Regions from separate parts of the Rattus norvegicus genome. Here region 1 is linked to region 2. A link is a contact called in public HiChIP or PLAC-seq data. All regions are on one chromosome and are shown on one strand. The core of a region is the stretch at or near the end of the contact, and the rest is flanking DNA. Distances in the headings are between cores, read along the strand shown.

Evidence for each region. HiChIP or PLAC-seq counts read pairs in DNA pulled down with a chosen protein or histone mark.
Region 1: an H3K27ac HiChIP or PLAC-seq map of oligodendrocytes shows a contact between it and region 2, with 15 times the contacts expected there. The contact joins two enhancer-like sites. A contact is called at or near these places in 1 of 12 Hi-C or Micro-C datasets (frontal cortex) and 1 of 1 datasets of contacts at active chromatin or transcription factors (oligodendrocytes).

Annotation. Positions count from the first base shown.
Region 1 is chr15:43,010,264-43,017,773 of GRCr8, reverse strand. It overlaps LOC102554677 (a long non-coding RNA gene), which reads right to left. Exons shown (of 5, transcript XR_010057932.1): 2 at 2,468-3,299; 3 at 1,656-1,860; 4 at 634-752; 5 at 1-320. Among named protein-coding and RNA genes, the nearest start is that of Mir124-1, 3.8 kb to the left of the region's middle. Within about 2 kb of position 3,138, at least 34 of the 93 cell types and tissues checked have an H3K27ac peak or open chromatin away from gene starts, as enhancers often do.
Region 2 is chr15:42,613,079-42,619,707 of GRCr8, reverse strand. The region is part of intron 5 of Msra (methionine sulfoxide reductase A); the gene reads left to right. Among named protein-coding and RNA genes, the nearest start is that of Prss52, 96 kb to the right of the region's middle. Within about 2 kb of position 5,262, at least 53 of the 93 cell types and tissues checked have an H3K27ac peak or open chromatin away from gene starts, as enhancers often do.

The sequences.
Region 1 (7,510 bases), core at 1,889-4,388, 400 kb before region 2:
GGGAGGGAGGATAGGAGAAAGGGAGGGGGGAGGGGGAAGAAAAGGAGGGAGGGAGAAAGGAAGGAAAGGTGGAAAGAAAGGGAGGGGATGGGGAGAAGATGAAATGAAAAAAACGAGGGATGAGAAAAAAAAAGAGCTGGCGACGCGTGCGTGTGCGTGCGCACTGACAGCAGAGAGGGTGTGGGGTTTGGGGAACGCGATGAGCTAAGGACCACCGCATCCTTCCTACCGCAGCTCCCCCAGTCACAGACAATGAGATAACAGCCACGTCCTCCGTAGGCTCTTTGTTCTCCCGCATCCTTTCGTTTCCAAGCTTTTTCCTGCAAAGGGGAGGGGGGTGGAGGGTTCGGGGTGTGGGTGGAAGTGGGAGACGGAGGGGTGCCTCCCCAGTGTTAATTACCCCTACTCCCTCACTCCTCTCCTCGCGCTTCGCCTCCCCTGCAGTTCCAGACAATGAAAAAACATCAACCCCACCTCGCCCCACCGCAGCGAATCCTACCCACCCAGTTCGCTCTCAGCTTCGCCTAGGAAACTGAGGGGGGCCAGGAGGAGGGAGATGACAGCGAGGAAAGGGATGGGAAGCAGGGGCCCAGCTACCGCTGCCTGGGCAGGGCGTGTGGCCGCGGTCTTTACCTAGAGTGTAGAGTCCTGGTGCAGCCTGGCCGGGCGTGCCGCAGGGCAGAGCCGCAGTGGTCCCTTACCAGGATCTGTGGGAATCAGCCTTCCGGAACTCTCCTGCTGCGGTCCTCTCGCTTAGGTCCCAAGTGGTAGATGGGAAAAAGGAAAAGAAAAAAAATAATAAATAAATAAGAGCGAGGCCCATCTGGCCCCTCATCAGCCTTGTCAAGTCTTGCATACGCTAAAATGCTAATGACCTAGATAGCTCATGCAAAATGCAGCAGGGAGGGACGAAGAAGGAGGGGGAGCGAAAGGAGAGCGAGGGAGGGAGGAGTGAAGGGAGAGGGAGGGGGAGACAGAGGGAGGAGGGAGACTGGGAAGGGGGAGGGAGGGGAGAGAGAGAGAGAGAGAGAGAGAGAGAGAGAGAGAGAGAGAGAGAGAGAGAGAGAGAGAGCCCCTACTCGTTCCCCACCCCACCCGTCAACCGGTTTTACAGCGGTAAAGGGTGGGCGTAGATTTAAAAGGTCACCCCTATAGAAGGTAGCTAGATGGGATGGGGGAGAGATCCTCAAACCCTTTGGGACAATAAAACATTATTTTAAGACCCCTCCCTCTCTTCTCTCCACCACTCTGTTTACACACAAGTCCAGTCACCTTATGCGTGTACATATCAATTTCTCAAGACTGCTTTCGACACCCACGTTGCCATTCTCTGAGCAAACCCACCCAGTGCACCAGAGTGAGGAAGATGCTTTCTAAACCACAGCCGCCCCCTCCTCCCCCGGCCCATCCCACTCCCCACTAGTGCCTTAGCCTTTCAGGCAGACCCCCACTGCTTCTCTTTTCTAAGCCTTCCTCATTCTCCGTCCAGAAGGCTCAAAAAGACCAGGTAGAGGGCATATAGGACAAATTAAATCCAACTGGATCGGTTCCGCTCAGCTTCCCACCCACCCCATAGGGTTGGGGGACACAGTCTTTATCTAACACTGACCCTCTTAAAGCATGCCACAAAAATCAATAAAATTGAGTCCACATACCCTCAGAGGTCCGCAGGTCCTGCTGGGTACCGTTGGGCAGCGTTGATCTCTTCAGTCCGGGAGCCAGAGTTCCGCGTGACCCTTGTCACCGGGCCCAAGACGCTTTGTCCCGGAGCCCCGCACAAGATCCTCATCTTTTTGTTCTCCCTTAAAAGACACTGGTTGCAGCCCGCAGCGTCTCAGCCAGTCCAAACCAACGGCAGATCTATTGGAATAAAAAGGGATGGGGATAATATACAGGCAGATGGATGCGGAAGAGTAGTGGAGGCTAAAGGCAGCCCCGCAAGCAGGGAGCGGCCTCCCTGGCCAAGCCCCAAGCGCTTCCTTGGCTTTTGCTGCCAGCCGGCACTGGTGGTTGCTCCACCTGGCCGGAGGAAAAGCTAACGGTTAAACCCAGCATCCTGGCGATGACCCTGAAGAGAACTAAGACATAAAACCAAAAACCAAACCAAACCAAAAACCAAAACCAAACCAAAACAAAACAAAAATAGCAAAAAACCAGAATCCTCCTTTGGTGAACCAGAGCTTGCGTGCAGAAGAAACTGCACTGCTGGTGGCCGTGGCCGAGGGGAAAGGATGCTAGCGCAGGAGGCGAAGGTTGCAGAGGCTGCACCCTCAGATGAATAATAATAACGCGCTGAGAAGTTGCAGTGCAGCCTGGAAATCCAGCCCTGCGCGTGAACTCGCGTCGAGTGCGGATTGCAGGGGATGGGGGAGAAGGGGGGGAGGAGAGAGGGGGAGGGGGTGAGGGGATTGAGAGGAAGACAGAGAGAGGGACGCAGAGAATTTAGTGCCTTTTCTTTTAGTCTTACCAGGCGCTGATCTCCTTCACTGTCCTCGTTGGGTGAGGCCGAAGTCCTTTTTAAAAATTATTATTCCTTTAACGGATTATTCAGCTAAGAGAAGCCACATCTGCTGACGGTTCCGAAAACAAGAGGATTAGGAGTCGGTCCACAGAGCCCAGCCCGCAGCCCCCCACCCCCCTCTGCACCAGCACACGTCACTCTCACTGCCCCCGGGCACCTCCCTCTCTTAGCTCGGTGTTCGGGAGGGCTGTGCCAAGAAAAATGCGGATTTTGGGAAAGTGAGAAGTGGGGGTGCTCTCAGGAACGGGAAAGCCAAGGCCGGAGGTGGCGATTCGCACCCCCACACTTACACTCGCTTCCGTTTATCCGTTTAGATCCTGGGAGAAGTGGGTGCTTTCGCCGCACCCACATGAGCCGCATCTGCAGTGGTCAGAACCCTCCGATTCCTTGAAGCCACCCTTGCTGCCCCAGGCCCTGCCAAAGTCCTCTGTGCGGACTCTGAGGCTCAATCCTACCCCGTCTGAATCGCTTCATGTTTTCCAGTCCTCTTTTTCTCAGTCCCCTTGGTGCAGTACCGCATCTAGCCCACTCCGGGTTTCTTGCGCTTCGGTCAATGGAGTGGGGGCTCGGGGCACCTGCACACCTTCTGCTTCTGGTCCTCAGCCGGAACTGCCGGGCTAGGGCTCGGTCCAGGCTGGTGAGGATGGAGCTGGGTGCTGCTGCAGTTGCGGTTGCTGTCACTGCGGAGAGCGCGCGGCTGCGGGGCGGTGCGGCGACCCGAGCGCCAGTGCAGCCTCCTCCTCACCCCTCCCTAGGCTGGCGTCTGGGCAGGACAGTGCTGGGGGTGGGAAGACGAATGGCGGAAGGTGGGGGGATGGAGAACCATAGTCTCTTGTCGTCCCCCCCAACCTCCCCCCCCCCCGCAGTCAAGGTGAAAGTGAAGGAGAGCGGGCGCGCGTGCTCGCGCCTCTAGTTGCGTGCGCGCGCTCCTCCCCTGCCCGCGCCCTCCCGCCCGCCCTCGCCCGCCGGGGCCAGATGGACGTCCGAGATTACAGAGGCACAAAAGTGCGTCTACACGTCCAGCCACCCGTCCTGCGGACGTGGAGAGCCACTTCGGGGAGGCGCCTTTTGTTGTAGTTGTGCGGCTGTGTAACTGTTTTTTTTTTTTTTTTTCTTTCCAAGAGCACAGAGTTAGCTGTGGCTTAAAGAAGGACCCAGAATGAATGTCCCCATAAGAGCGAACCGAAAAGACCTTCCCCCATTCGAGCCCCCGCGCCTGCGATGAGAAATCTGTCTTCCCAAAGGGTTATTGCGGCAGCCGCGAGGCAGCTCCGACCAGCACACGCAGGCCCATCTGCTTTCCCTACGCCTGCTTTTCTTTGATGACTTAAAAGAAAAAAGAAACAAACAAACAAAAACCCCGAACTGTTTCTTGGGCTATGTTGAATTCAAGACATGTAGACGTGGGGAGAACAAATTCACAAACTCGGACAGCTAAAAGCAGCCTTAAGTGTTGTAGATGTCAATGGCCAGTGCAGGGGGTGGTGGCCGAGGCATCTACCTAGCCGGGATGGATCTCCGGGGATGCCCCCTCCCCCTGGATGCAAGGCCATTGCTATTTCTGTCAACTGTTAGGTAAGGGCCCCAACAGAAGAATGGCTGTAACAAAACCTCCCTCATTTGCTTTATTTTTTTTCCCCCTTCAACAATGTGTGGTTAGAAACTTAGGAAATAAGCAGTTTTTGTAAATTTCTAGAATTGAGAATCTTGGGGGGTGGGTGAGTGAGAACTAAAACATCCTTGCAACAGATTTTAATAAAAAATAATGTAGCTAGTTGGCAAAGGTCCCCACTAGGCGATCTTTCTGGGAATACTGACCACTTTATAATAGTCTCCACCAATTCGCACCACCCTGTAAGTGATGACTTGGTCTTACTTCCCACCATTTTGATCAAGGTTTTTAGATTTAGGGCTATTCTATGTTCTGTTTACAAAGCATTCCTTGGCAGACAGTTTCGAACCCCTGCACCAGGGAAGGACGGGGCTGTGACTTGAGGTCCAGTCGGTTTTGACTGAAGAGCAATGGTGCATAGAGGCTACTGTCCTTTGCTAGATTGTCAGAGAGGCCTGGTTTTGTTCAGCTTGAGGACGGTTTCAATGCAAGTCTCCTGCGCAGTTGCGGCATTGCGGGATGCTGGCTCTCTCATCTTGCTGCGTGGGGCGCGCGCGCGCGCGGGGGTGGGGTGGGGGTGGAGTGGGGGTGGAGTGGGGGAGCGGAGACCTGGTTTTGTAACAGGCTCCGCGGGCCGGAGTGGGAACGCCTTAAATGATGAGAACCAGGGTTAAAAAAGAAAAGGAGAGGTGGGGGGGGGGGCTTAGATACGGCAGCTGATGCTGAATTAATAGTTAGAGCGTACCCCTGGGACTTTCTCCGACCAGGGGGTCAGGAGTCCTCGCCCCTCCCCCAGCCACAGATTTCATATCTGTTTTTAACCAGTCTGAGCGGATGGATGCTGGGCCATTTGTAATGGCTTCTTAAAACCTAAACCCTTGGGCTTAAGGGCTGTCCATGCGCCTGATCAAACTCACCCCAAATACTAACACGTTAAGAAATTACATTGTAAAACCTCCCCAAATCGGATTGACTGGGCTGTTTGGGGCCCATATGGCTGGACAGCTGTACAGCTCCACTGAAAAGACACCATTGCCCCTCGGATGGGATAAAGCCGGGCTTCCCCAGAGAGCTCAGACATGACCTAAGTATTAGCGTAGCCTGGGGTGAAGACTGAGTTAAATCTCTCCCCCTTCTTGAGGTTAAAATAAAGACAACAGAAATCAAAAGGGGAGTACTTTTGAATTCATTGTGAATGGCGTGCCTCCTGCTGGTCCCACCGTAGGAAGGAAGGAAGACTGAGAGGTGCCCTTCAGCTGGGCACACGCATGAGGGTGGGGAAACGGAAGGGGCAGGAGATTGGAAAGAAATATATTATCTGCCAAGCCGTGGCATGTGTCAGTGACATTTGTGGTTCCCTTTTTAGAAAAGCAGGGTTCTGACCTTCCTCAGCTGATGCTCCCGTGTTAAACATGAAGAACAGCGTCTGAGTACGATTTTCACCACGGTGAGAGGAAAGATGGGAGCTGTACACACACACACACACACACACACACACACACACACACACACACACACACACACACAGAGAGAGAGAGAGAGAGAGAGAGAGAGAGAGAGAGAGAGAGAGAGCCCATTATGAAATGCAGCGGGTTTAATTTTTAATATGATGGCGGAGCCTCTAGCACACTCTTTGCTTGTTGTTTGCATTCAGGACGAGTCCTTTATCCTGCGGCAGAAATCTTTTAAATGGCTTAAAAAAATGTCCTGAAATAGAATATTCTATCATCGCCTTCTAGTTTCAGAATACAAAACTCCCATCCCTAGTGAAATATTCAGACAAATAAGCTAAGTTTGTTCTTACTTATCTGTCTGTTTGTCTGATACCGGTTTTCTTCAGGCCTTTCCAGTAATGTTGAGGGACGGGGAGAGAGGGAGAGAGGGAGAGAGAGAGAGAGAGAGAGAGAGAGAGAGAGAGAGAGAGAGAGAGAGAGAGAGAGAGAGAGAGAGAGACTGCTTCGAGGTTTATAAAATCTCCATCCAAAGTCATTCAACTCTATTCTGGAGGATCATTTTTACAGTGAGCCTCCCTCATTTGCAAGTTTTATATCAATTTCAGCAGATTCAGAAGTGCTCGCTTTCTGTGAACGTCAGTTCACATCTTTGGAAATAACCGCAGATACTTCTGCAGTTACCTTGTCTTTCCAAAAGCAAAACACAGCAGAAAACAAATTTGGAGGTGGCATTTGGACTGCTAATGATAGATCTCAGGAGCTGCTTAACTCCTTCTGATGCACATAAAAGAAAAAAGCAAGGTCCAGAGAGATGGAAAAATCCCTTCTAGAACCTTGAAGTTGATTCCTAGTAAGTTCAGAGGTTTAGGACAAAACCTGGGTAATTTTGGTTGTTGTCGTTGTATATTTTCTCCTATATCATATTTGCATTTTAAAATTTTTTCCTTATGATTTTTGTCAAATAAAGGAAGTAAACAGCTTGGGTAACATTAATCTAAAGCAACGTATGCTATTTTTCAACATAACTGGCAAAGAAGAGCATGGAGGTTTTCATATAGAAATGATAAAATCCCGAGGACCTGGAATTGCTAATTACTCTGAATTGAGAGTTGCCCATTGTGAATGCATGTTGAATTACCATAGGCCACCCCATGAATAGGCACAGTTGTGGTGTGACAATTAAAACAAGCAAATAAAAACATTTACAGAAGGCTAAAAGAAGTAGCCTGTTGTCAGTTTCATTCGGTTCATTTTGCTTAGAGTAAATTTTTAAGATTCAGATGTTCCTATGCACATCTCTCTAGTGTTAGTTGTATTTTGGGACATGTTTAGAAAAATACACAGAGCCAGCTCTCATGTGTAGAGGGAAAAGAACCTGGGGACAGTTCAGGGACTTTGATCCAGTGCACTAAGTCTCTAACATGTTCAGGAAGCAATCACATTAAAGCTGGCACAAACCCTTTTGAGGAAGGACCCACAAAACTCCTGGAATTAGCACCCTCCATACTCATTTTGAGGGAAGAATAAGGCCCTTGACAAGGGTCTTGGGTACAAGTTTAGTTTACCAGATGGCAGTCATCAGTCAATTTATTTTGTTTCTGTTTTATTTGAGGATTTATTAATAGTATACAACTTCTCTAATCTTTAGAGAAAGCCAAAAGCCAAATAAACCATGGCTTGCTGGAGGACACCCCCCCCCATCTTCTTTTGCAGCAACATGGGGAGGTGATTTGCAAAGTCCTTGTCCACACCCTGGGTGTAGGAGCTGGTTCCAGCCAGTAGGCAGGAAGATAGCATCTCTCTTTTAAAGATCTGTCTGGCAAATCCTGCTCAGGTCTTAAAAAAGCACAAGGAAAGCTGAAAGTCTATGTGTGTTTAAATGTAAATTTAAATGCACAGCCTTCTTTAGTTTTGATGACTCTG
Region 2 (6,629 bases), core at 4,013-6,512:
CTGTCTGTGGCCTTTATCTGGTTTTGCAAGGAGGTTGGAATCTGCTTATGTATTTCCTCTACCTTCAAAAAAGACCTTAACTCCTAAAATAAGGTAGCACACCAGAAAACAGTGTGCAAAATCCTCAGAGCTGGAAGAGTGTTTGTGAGAGAAACACACTCTCTCTCTCTCTCTCTCTCTCTCTCTCTCTCTCTCTCTCTCTCTCTCTCTCCCCCCCCTCCCTCCCTCCCTCATTCCCTTTCTTTCCCCCTTCCTTCCTTTCCCCTTCTCCCCCGACTCTCTCCTTTCTCTCTCTTTTCAAAATAACATTTGGATGGTTGGCAAGAATGTTCTAGTACTGTCTTGGTTGCTATGTTTGAGCTTGAGTTAATTTCTCTGGGTGACAAATTTCCCTGCAGATTTGCTATAAAATTAAATGACGTTTTATACATTTCTATTTTCCTTCTTTTCTTTTGTCCAGACTATGCTTGCGTGTGTGTGTGCACGCATGCGCGCACGCACACACACACGCACACACACACCTTATAGTAGCATTTTTATCACACATGTAGTGATCAAATATACATAAGTTGGAGCTGAGTCCTTTTAGTTTCTGGACCCCAAAAATAGTTTAAATTATGCCAGCCCAACTCAGCCATCCATTATATGCAATAATTATTCCATAATGTCAATACTACCAGAGTATAGCCGGACTGGTGACACCCCCACCCCAGGATGCGCATGCAGATCCTATGTCGCTCCTTCCAGGCATCTGTAGGCTGAAAATGACTTATATCTTTCCCTTCCCCAGTAAATTAATAAATTAATTACCTTATCAAATATTAATTATGTACTGATTAGCATCCAGACTCATACTGTAGTTGTTTTGAGCAGAGCTGTCTGAAGAAAGATCTTGGGAAGGTTGTAACCGACCTGTACAGTCCCTGGTGCTTACAAGTCACACAGACCCTTTCCTAAAGAGAATTTCTCAGGACCTATTCTGACATTTCCTGTTCTAAGCCATCCTTTCGGGAGGTAGGGGGCATTCATCTTTGTGTCCACAGTGCCTGCAACTGCTTGGCTCCTAACACATGGTCTGTGAATGTTTGTTGACCTAAATGAAAGAGATGGGGAGATGAACAAGTCTGTCCTAGTGTCTCTCATTATTGGCTGAATAATTCCATGTTTTCTCCAGTGAAACTCCTCTGCTAAAGCCTTCCCCTCCCCTAGTGTGATGGTTTTTGATCTGGGTAATTTGGGTTAGATGAGGTCATAGGGATAGAGCTCCCTTGGAGGGATTTGTGTCCTTAGAATTAAAACACAGTAGGCACCAGGGTGCTAGTCTCCTTCTGTTTTCACTCCTGTGTTCAGGGAAGATGTGTAAACAAAACCTAACAAGGCAGGAGAAGGAGCCTTGGTGTACCTCGCCCTTTACCAAAGTCCACAGCCCTGCTGTGTGCCTCCAGTCTGAGGTATTTTTCCAGAGCGGACTGAGCCAGCTGTGTTGTGTGTACTCAGCTCCAAGGAGGGATGGGAAGAATCATAGCCTTGCATGAGAACAGCCAGCTGGGGCCCTGGCTCTGCCTTCACCCACACGACCTTGGATTAGTCTCTGCAGCTTCAGTTCCTCCTGTAAACTGGAGAGAAGACACACACTGAGAGCCTTCATAAATCTCAAGGGTTCTTACCATGTTTCCCTCCCATTATGCCGAATGACCTTCACACCACACAAGGGCATAGGGCAAGATCTGCTCTCCTACCTCTGTTGCTAGGAAACTGAAGCCCAGAGGGGTACATTTTCATTCTCAGAACAACCCCAGTAGAAAATGTAGAGGGTTCTGGCCAGTTGACTCAGAATTCCATGTGTGTTTCAGCCATGTTGCGTGGATAATAGCTGTAGTCTGTCTAGCAGTTCCCGAATAGTGGGATGTAATGGGGTGACTCCGGAGACAAGGCTGCTAGCAGTGGTCTTGTCATCTTTCTCACAGGCCTGGAATTCCAAACAACTTAAAAGAAAGGACTGCGTGTGTAATCTCCCCTTTGTCACGAAAATGGCAGGACCATTCCGGATTCTTTGTTCCCAGGGAATAAGTGGGTTCTGTGTTATTATATTCTCTCTGCTGCCGTGTTTAAAACCCTGTAAGCACGCCAAAGGATTCCTATGGAAAGCCACCACAGCCATTGGGAGACTGTGCAGATTGGGTGTCAGAAGCTGTTTTATGGTTTGGGGATTAGACAGGTCTTCATCTTTTACCTTTTTTTTTTTTAACGTGCGCTATTGTTTACAGCACAAAGTTATGATTTAAAATGCCTGTGGAAGTTCCTGAATAATTCATGCATTTACCTTAGGCTAAGAGAACCATCCCTCTCTGTGCTCCGCACTAGATATGGAATTCCTGCTAGACCCCTCTTGGAGCTTGGAGCTTGTAATTATGGATAGTATTATGAACTCTAAATAGGAACTTGTGAAATAAATATTTTTAAAATGCCCGTTTCTGCGAGCCAGGCATCTGCATTTCTGTGTTTGTAGCCAGACAGAGGGCTAGCTCTTTAGCCTAATGGCTCGCTTGCATCTTGATTATTTTCATTTCCACTTATTACTGCATGTTAGACTCCCTGCGTATGAGTGCAGATTGCCCTTTCTTGCACTGTATTTAGAAATCTCTGCATTACCCCTGGGCATTTGTTCATTAATAGGGGGTGGGGAGAGAAAAAGCTCGTAATAATGGGCTTTACGCATTAAACTGGGCACATCCACATTCAGGCCTGAAGGAAACAAATTTGGTTTGTGTTACTGCCCCCCGGTGGCTGTATACTTTCACTGCAGTGTCAAGGAAGCTAGTCTTCCGTAGGGGACTTTGGCTTGTAGTGGCAGCTCCCTAGAGCTGCGCAGACCGGGGCACGGTCAGGCAACCTTTGACTCTTGATGAATGCTTTTCATTCAGGTGAACCACAAATGCCCTAGGACCTCAGGTGCAGGCCAGATTGTTGATAAAATACAGCAATCTTAGCAGGGCTTGGGAGATGTGTCATTTTAATGAAGGTATAGACACAAAAAACCCTAGTAACATAGGGTGATGCTCAAATGAATTAATACAGTTTGTGGGGCCACCCCTACTCATCTTTCAAGGGCACGGAAAGGTCCCAGTAGTACCCATTGTGATCCATGAGGAGATTCTGGGCTACATTCAGACGAGCGATTCTTTTTATTGTAATTGCTATGCGTTTACGTGTGTTAGGAAAGCTTCAGGGACTGTTTGAGACCCACGATCTTTGACCCTTGTTGCTTAGGTGAAGATCAGAAAATGATAGATACATTTGCAGCTGCATTCTGTGCTGGGCTGCGTCTTCTGTCAGTCTATAGGCAGAAACACAGGGCAGCATGGCCGTGTCCTTGATGAATGACCTTGGATTGTAAACCACTCTAAGCTTGGGTTTCCTGACTTTTTTTTAAAAAAAAAAAAAAGACATAAAAACAGCGACTGCCTCTGAGGGAGTTCTATGATCCATCCGGTGTGCTGTGTATATAACATGTCTGTCACAGAGCAGGTGCTGTCAATGCCAGATTCTTCCTGCTTGTCTCTTCACACCCCAGGGCACCTCTCTCAGAGCCTGCCTCTCTCCACATTCCCATAATGCTTTGCTTGCAGCACTCACTTCATCAGACCCATTATAAGAGTTTCTGTGCTGTTTCTGCCTCTTGGTGATGAATGAGATCTTCTTGGCTTTGCTTGCCTCCCCCTCCTCCCTGTGGCATTCCTTGGCACAAAGCAGCCGCTCTGTGCATGCTGGTCCTGTGAATTAAACCCCAGTGCAAAATAACTACATGTAGCATTTTCCCATCCTCCCACACATGCAATGACTGTCGTGCATCTGATTAAGATAGCACCTATACCTTCTCCCCCTTGTCTCCAAGTTCCCATGGTCTGAAGTTGGAGTCTCAGCTTTGGGCTAGAAGCAGAGAGGAAAATAGGCCACCGATGCCTGGCATTTTCCTGGTATTCACATAATATCTTATCTTACCAATGAATATGGATGTATCATATTAATGTACACATATCTATCAGTTCTGTGTGGGAGAAATGGAAAGTAGTGGAAATTTCTAAACACAGCAGTTCGACTAGGATAGATCTATTTCAGGGACAAAGAGCCTGTGGGTTCAGACAGGTAGATTTATAAGCCTTGCCCCAGTTTAGTCTGTATAAAATGGCCTTTGGCATGATACGATCAGAGACCCCACGGGGAGGAGGAAGGGGACATAGGGACTCTTTCATTTCAGTGGCAAGCCTGTGAAGCCTGGAGCTGGGTTTGTCGTTGCCCACAGAACCCAGTGTGTTTGCCTTTCAATTTCCCCTTGATTGGTCTCTGCTCTGCATGATTCTAGGTTCCTTGGACTCACCCAAATGGAGCCTCCTGGCCAGTCCCTTAAAGACAACAGAGGGCTGCCTGCTCAAGGTTGGGCCACGGAGGGGATGTTCATTTGAGGCTTGGAGAGATAACAGCTTTCATGTCCGCCCAGAAAGCTGTGAGCCTCCAGCACCTCAGGAGCAGAGATGAAAGGCCATTTGTGTTTGTGCATGTATGTTTAGCACTTAAAGGACAGGGACAAGAAAGAAAATAGATTCTACCGCTCCGCACTCCCTTCCAAATGTGACTTACTCCCTCTGGTGGGACCATTTAACTCCAAAGGCGCAGCCCCTCCCCTGGTGCCCCCACCAAGCTCCCCACCCCCAACACAAGCACAGCAGCCCATGTGACATCTGTTCTGGGCACCACAGAGCCATCTTCCCGTTGCCATGGCAGCTGGCTGAGCAAGCCCGCCCACTGGCTGCTAGTGGAAGAGGGAGAAAAGGCCCGCACTGTCAGGTCCTACGCCCTGCCGCCCTGCTGCCCTGCCAGGGAGCAGTTAGGCCATGAGCACAATCACCCATGGTGGCCACGGGTACCCCACTCAAGCTGTGTGCACTGCGCTGATGGGTTGGAGCTGAGGTCAGGGTCATTCATTTCTGCCTCAGGTGGGAGGCAGGCCTGTGAAGGACAAAGGTGGTTGTGCTCTGCAGGGTGGGCTGGCTTCTTCACCTTGAACTGCTCTGAGCTGTAGTACTTTGTGACACTGGGATTCAATATCTGAGATGTCCCCTTTTACTCTCATCGCCACAATGTCTTCGAACTCAGTGGCCTGAGTTCAGCTCCCCGATCCTATTGGCGCTGCAGTGCCAGGGCAGAAGAGGTTTGCTGCAGTAAGCTCCTGGCAAAGGAGGTTTGCAAAGCCATCCCCGCCCCCACTGGAGCCATCTCCAAATGTATCCAGGCAGTTGGAACCGATACTGGCTTCAGAGCCGAGATTACTCTGTCCTGACCCTGTAACCCCAGAACCTGATCTGGAATTTGATCATGCAGTTCCTCTCTGGTCCTCTTTATGATATCATTAATAAGAGCCACCACCTGGGTTTCTTATACTCTACACCCCTAAGTGTACCTTCATAAATTAGCCAGTGTTGGGCTGGGCTACACAGACAAGTTAGGTAAGCTCTGCTCTAAGTGGGGGGGCCTTCGGTGTTGTTCAGCCACTTACTGCCTTGTGTAGCTTTTTGCTGTGATTCCCCAAATTGCCCCTCATGTGATAAATTACAAGTCTATGTTTAGTCTTTTGTTAGATATGTGGGTTGTTTTCAACTCTCTCTCTGTCTCTGTCTCTGTCTCTGTCTCTGTCTCTCTCTCTCTCTCTCTCTCTCTGTCTCTCTGTCTCTCTCTCTCTCTGTGTGTGTCTGTGTGTGTGTGTGTGTGTGTGTTTACATGTTTTCTTAAGAGCTGATGAATTTGTAGACAGGGCCCAGTGACTAAAAGGTATTTCTATGTCTATTGTTTTAGGCTCAAGGTATGTCTTGAGCAAAATGGGAAATAACATCTTCTCTAGACAGATTTAAGACTTCCATCCGGGTCTGTTGTGTCCTTCTTCTGATAGAAGGCCTGAAGCAGGCCCTGAACGCTGTTCACAGGCAGAACCAAGAAAATAGGGTACAGAGCACCCCAAACAAAACTAGACTGAGCATGCTGTGCTGTGAGTAGAGTTCACAGTTGAGATCAATCACTGTATTTGTGAGAATGCTCACACATCCATTGTGACATACACATGCCATCAGAGGGTGAGCCAGTTCTCCAAAGCCCAGGTCATGTTCAAACAAGTCCTTACCAGAAAGACTATTATCAGACCACAAAGAGAAGCATCCAGTTCACTGTGCGGTGATCTATATTCAAGTAGGTTCCTTTGGCTTCTTGAAAGTGGTTATCTTTTCTGGTATAATATCAAATATTATGATTTTCTTGGTGCTAGCACATGTTTCATGGCCCTTGCTTCCTTCAGCCCAGGCTTCTTCAGTCACACTGGGATGCAGCACAGACTGCTCTCAGCTCTCCCTGTGGAACCACGTCAGGAACATGTGATTAGAGCATTATTAGTATGCAGCAAGGTGCCCTTCTCCGACTAAATCAGTTTGCAAAGTGGTCCTCACAAGCGCACACGTCCTTTGTTATGATGGCAGGGCTGTGGGTTTCTGGAGCAAGACTAATAATAAGACCAGGAGGTAGAAGGGAAATTAGGTGACCCAGCCAAGCAGGGGTTAGGCAGGCTGATAATAGATAAGAAAGAA